Regions from separate parts of the Triticum aestivum genome. Here region 2 is linked to region 1. A link is a contact called in public Hi-C data. All regions are on one chromosome and are shown on one strand. The core of a region is the stretch at or near the end of the contact, and the rest is flanking DNA. Distances in the headings are between cores, read along the strand shown.

Region 1 (2,842 bases), core at 151-2,650:
ATCCGGTAATAAAACAAAGAAAAACGAAAAAACAAAGGAAAACAAAAACCCCCAAAGAACCCATGAAGAAACAAAAAAATAAAAAATAAAAAGGCAAAGAAGAATGTAATGTACGTTGTTATCATCGAATGAGGCGGCCCAATACTCTACACAGTAGAAGGTCAGAATCATATCACAACTAGGCCAATAAATAGACCAGACGACAAAGGCGAGAGCAATTAATTGAGGACTACTCCTTCGGGAACCCTGCAAGGGTCACCTGGGATGGGTTAGGATCACACCACTTGGTGCGCTCTCAGCCGCCGCCACGTGTCTCGCTCGGGGCACTCCCTTCGATTTTTTTTCTAAACTCGTTTTCGGCTTTTAGATGATTTTTTTAGTTTTCTGTTTTCCACCTATTTTTCTTAGGATTTGGACCCAAAAAATTGCATGAAAGTACACGTTTTCTTTTCTTTTTCGTTCCGCGGGAGGCATAGTTGTGCCTCTCGGGAAGGGAAAAATACTTTTTTTTTGTTTTGCGAGAGGTACGGATTTACTTCTCGTGGAGGCACGGATTTGCTCCACGAGACGCATTGTCATACCTCTCAGAAAGGAAAAAAACATGTTTTTTTCGTTTCATGAGAGGCACGAATTTACTTTTTGTGGAGGCATGGATTTGCTTCCTCGAGAGGCATGGCCGTGGCTCTCGAAAAAGGAAAACCATACGAGAGAAACAGATTTGCTTCCGCTAGAGACACGGTCGTGCCTCTCCGAAAGGAAAAAAACGCGAATTTTTTTTGGGTCCGCGAGCGGAACAAATTTACTTCTCGTCGAGGCATGGATTTGCTTCCGCGAGAGGCACGGTTTCGGAAAAGGGAAAAATGCGAGTTTTTCGTTCTGTGAGAGGAACTGATTTACTTCTCGTGGATGCACGGATTTGCTTCCGCGAGAGGCACGGTCGTGCCCCTCGAAAAGGAAAAAATCATGTTTTTTTTGTTCCATGAGAGGCAGGGATTTACTTCTCATGGAGGCACGAATTTAATTCCATGAGAGGCCCGGCCGTGTCTCTCGGAAAGGGAAAAAGTGCTTTCAGTTTGGTTTTTTCTGTCTGGTCTTTTTCGTAAAAAAAAGTTCGTCGAAACCTATCAACATGGGATCTAGTTTTAAAGATCTCGAGACGAGGGACCCAACGCTGAAAACGGTTCGAGATTTGAACGCACGATTTAAAATATAAAATATTTTATAAATAAACAAATCTACAAAATGGAAAAAAACTCTCAGGTTGCGACAAATGGGCACATGTAACTCTTTGAATACTTTCGGCCAGGATCGTATCACTAGTTAGGCCCATAAATAGCCCACGACGCGACAAAGGCCGTCCGTTCGGCAGTCACTCAGCCCAGATGCAGGCGAACGCGGGGGCCCGTCCACAACCACCGAGTCCAGAGCGTGTCGGCTCCTCTCCGCAACGCAAGCCGCGGGATCGGCCTCCGCCTCCCCATGGCCTTCCATTCCTCGGCCGCTCCCATCCCCTTGGCCCCACCTCCCGGACCCGGAGCCTTCCACCGAGCCCACCGCCCCGCCGGAGCTCCCCGAGCCGGCGCGCCCGGGAGGAGTCTCGCCGCCCACTCGTCTCCCTCTCCCGACGTCGTGGTCACGCGCGAGCAAGGCAAGAACGCCAAGCTCGTCGCCTCTCTAGTAAGTTCAAATCCCTGTGGGGATACCCCTCCTCGTCTACTCTGTGATTCCCTGAGCCGATGTTGGTGAATTTTAGAGGGGACGGTTTTACATGCTCGCTGTAGAGAGGCGATTTTCCGAGCTGATTTTACATCTCTAAACTGGGGGCTAACGAATTCGGTCAGACCTTGGGGAATTATCACATCAATTTTGTAACTGGATTGTGCAGGAGAAGCATAATGTGCACTCTCTGGAGCTTCCTCTTATTCAGCACGTCGAAGGGCCTGATGCAGATAGGCTTTCAGCTGTCTTGCGGGGTATGTGGTTCAGTCTATCTTTCGCAGCAGCATAGCGCCTCATTGTTACTTTCCTGCTATGCACATCCATTTGCTCCAACGTATGCTATATTTACACTGCTTTGCAAAACTTGCAACCACAGGGTTTAGTCACTTTAGTACTGTGTATTTACAGATGAAAAGTTTGACTGGATTACTGTAACATCTCCTGAGGCAGCTGCAGTGTTCCTTGAGGGATGGAAGTAAGATTCAAACATATTGCAGTTATTGTGCGCAGTATTGCTACACAAATAGAACATATGTCATTTCGCGATTCATTCCACATAAGTCGTGGGCTTGTGGCAACGCAGGTCTGTGTGCTTTCTGTGAAATAAAGCAGATTATGCGCTTTACATGTCCAAACTTTTTTTTCTTTCTGAACTTCATTTCTGTAATCAAACCATCGCTACATGAAACCAGAACAAATCAAACGTAATCTACGACCACCATATTTGACATCACACAATAACTCAATACCAGGGCTGCTGGAAGTCCTAAGGTCCGAATAGCAGTTGTTGGAGCAGGTACTGCAAGAACTTTTGATGAAGTATTGCAATCCAGTGATGGATCCCTTGAGGTTGCATTTTCTCCTTCCAAAGGTATCTTGCCCGAAATTTATACAACTAGGATGTTATGTCCATGCACTTTAAAGAATGCATGCATCTTGAAGTATTTTTAATTCTATAAGGTACTTATTACATTTATTTCTTCATCAGCTTTGGGCAAAGTTTTGGCCTCAGAGCTTCCAAGGACTAGTGAGACTGCCTCTAAAGTGTTGTATCCTGCATCCGCAAAGGCTGGCCATGAAATTCGTGAGTCATTTTTGTGTTCATGCTGTTAGCATTATATGC
Region 2 (2,842 bases), core at 250-2,749, 270 kb after region 1:
TTAGAAAAGGTCTAAATAGCCATCTGAATTTCGAAAACCACAAAATGTGTTTTCCCTTCCCCTTTTGGGGAAACATGAATGTGTTTTTTTCATCGGACAAACCAACACCTATCCCATTTTTATTCTGCCCCCACTTCAATCGACTCCTATTTTTCTCTCGGTTTGCACATAACTTACATGCGCTACTGGTTCTCTCGGGCCTGTTTGCGGGGTGGTCCATGGAATCTGTCTCACTGACGTCCAATCTGGCTTTTAAAACTATGGGTGAGGCACAATTGGTGGCGTAGAGAAGACGTGTACTCATAACCTAGTATATTAAATGCTCAATAGATATCTTGATTGGATGTGGTGATCTCCTAGCATTACATAATAGTTTTTGTTGAGCATAAAATATTTGATTTGTTGCATGAGTTGGGATTTGCAGCCCACATATCGACTAAATAGTAATTCAAACATTGAAATTTACAACATTCTTTTTCCAAACAAGAGAACCAATCATCACCATATGTATATCTTTGTCTCCAAATTTATGTCCTCCTCTCTCCCTCTCATCTCCTCAGCCCTTCCCTTCCTTTTTACCCATCTTCTTTGCACCCCCCTAAAATTCCATGGTTACAAAGTGAACCCTCGCCCGCCGCATGCACTATTTTGCCATGATCAGTTATGGCTTTGACTACATTGACTTTCACCTTATCTAAGGTTCCACGCAATGTCTCCTCTCGTATGGATTCATTTTTAAATTATAACATTATGATGTAAAAAGAGACTTATCCGAATTATTGTCCAACAAATGTGCAAAAGTAGTGAAAAGGGGATATGTATGTAATCAATTCCTCATCAAGCGGTAGAAACCGAAGTGAATAATAATCAATAAACAACACAAGCAGGCGGGAAATACGGACAAAAGAGGTGAAACGGCTAGGTGGGTATGAGCTGTAAACAGCGGGGCTGACGCAGACGAGAACGTCGCAACACGGGCACACGCAATCGCCAGTGCATTGAACGCTTAGAGCATCTTATCTTATCTTGATTGACCACCGAAAGTTTCTTATTTACAAAATAATGTTTCTTTTTTGTTAGAAAGAACTGTTTGAAAACATTTATATTTGTTGTTGTTGATGTTGTTGTTTGGACTAGTTTTGTAGCACACAAACAATGAAAGGGCTAAAAGTTTCAAAAGGTATATATTGAAAGGGCCAAATAGTCATTTGAACTTCAATCAAAAACCACAAAATGTGGTTTCCCCTTCGGAACTACTATCCAGACGATAAACAACAGCCGAACATCGGACGATGCTTGATCTAGCCGTTGGCCTCCACTTTCTCCAACGCATGCATGGCTGGATCAGTGCAATCGTGCACAAATCGGCTGCACAACATCGTGTGTATAGCAACACTCTTCCCCTTCCTCTTGGGGGAAACACATGAATGGGTTTTCTTCACCGGGACCAACCAACACCTCCCCCCATTTTTATTTTGTTTCCCTCCCACTTCTTTTTATTTCCTGTCCGCCTCCGTCCCTGTCCATCTCCCCCTCCCTCCCCTCCTTTTTATTTCCTTTTTCTTTTCATTTTCCCGTCGATTCCTATGGTCACCACAACACTAAAGTCTCGCCCGCCGCATGCCCTCTCCGCCATGACCACCCGCCGCCGCCGCCGCCGCTGCTCTTCGCCAGCGGCTCCATCCATTCCCCTCGCCCTCCTGCGCTCCGCTTCCTCCCCTGCTCGGTAAGTTCCCCGTTAACTCCGCTGCTCCGCCCTCCTTGCTTTCTTGCCTCCAGCCATCTCGCAGCGACCAAGAAACTGCTGTTCGCCTCTTGCTCGCCGGCGCTCTGGAGTTCTAGAGTGATCCTTGCTTATGCTGCCGAAGATACCAAGTTTTTTTGGGGTTCTCGTGACTATTTTCTTGGGGTTTCTGTTTGGGGGATGCTTTGGTGTTCGGTAGCGCTCTGCCTTTTTGACGAACAACCGCGGCGAGCCGGCGAGTTCTTGACCTCTTTTGTGGTGTTTTCGGCTTCTTGCAGGGTTTCCTTGGCTGCTCTGTGCTGTGTGTTCTTGGCCTTCGCGCTGTCCGTCTCGGCGGCGGCGGCGGAGGCCGATTCCGCGGAGGAGAGCCATGAGGACGGTGGCTGCCTCGGCTTCCGGGATGTGTGCGCAGACGGGGCTTCCTTCTGCTTCTCGTCCTCGGAGGTCCAGACGCTGCTCGCCAGCGATGACGTCATCAAGGAGCCTGATTTGGGGGTTTCAAGGGACTGGGAGCCATCCCGGTCAATGTGCTTCCCGATGTCCGGGGGAGGCATGGTAACTTGCTCCTCTGCCGATGCGATCGTCGCAGGGGCGCGCGATGCGTTGGGGAGAGAGGGCAAGGATGTTGCGAGGTATGATGCGGGGTCGTGCCAGGCGCCGCTTGTGCCTGACAATTGGATGCAGGCATCGCATGGGGTGCCACTGGAACTGGATGGCGCGACCTCAGATGTCAGCCCGAATGCCCTCTACAGTTCTTCCTCCATGAATGTGGAGATAAGTCCACCAGTCTTGGATTGGGGCAGGAGTAACCTGTATGCAGCCTCTGTGGCCTCCCTGACTGTGGTGAATTTGAACAATGACAGTGCCTTGCGTGTCTATGAGCCATTCAGCACTGATCCACAGTTCTATGTGTATGGTTATGAGGATCTGGTTCTGCAGCCCGGCGAAAATGCGTCGGTCACCTTCATGTTCCTGCCAAAGTTGTTGGGCTCTTCGTCAGCACATTTGGTTTTGCAGACCAATTTTGGTGGGTTCATCATACAAGCTAAGGGCATGGCTGTCGGGTCGCCTTACCAGATACTTCCATTGACCAGGATG

Evidence for each region. Hi-C and Micro-C count contacts between places; a contact is called where the count stands out from the background.
Region 2: a contact with region 1 is called in a Hi-C map of an unstated tissue, with 6 times the contacts expected there. The contact joins the promoter of LOC123093429 here to the promoter of LOC123093428 in region 1. A contact is called at or near these places in 3 of 5 Hi-C or Micro-C datasets (leaf and an unstated tissue) and 1 of 1 datasets of contacts at active chromatin or transcription factors (leaf).

Annotation. Positions count from the first base shown.
Region 1 is chr4B:587,904,803-587,907,644 of IWGSC CS RefSeq v2.1, forward strand. LOC123093428 (uroporphyrinogen-III synthase, chloroplastic) reads left to right here and starts at 1,401. Exons shown (of 9, transcript XM_044515401.1): 1 at 1,401-1,677; 2 at 1,886-1,973; 3 at 2,128-2,194; 4 at 2,472-2,590; 5 at 2,708-2,803. The coding sequence starts at 1,480.
Region 2 is chr4B:588,175,970-588,178,811 of IWGSC CS RefSeq v2.1, forward strand. LOC123093429 reads left to right here and starts at 1,500. Exons shown (of 4, transcript XM_044515402.1): 1 at 1,500-1,726; 2 at 2,023-2,842. The coding sequence starts at 1,587.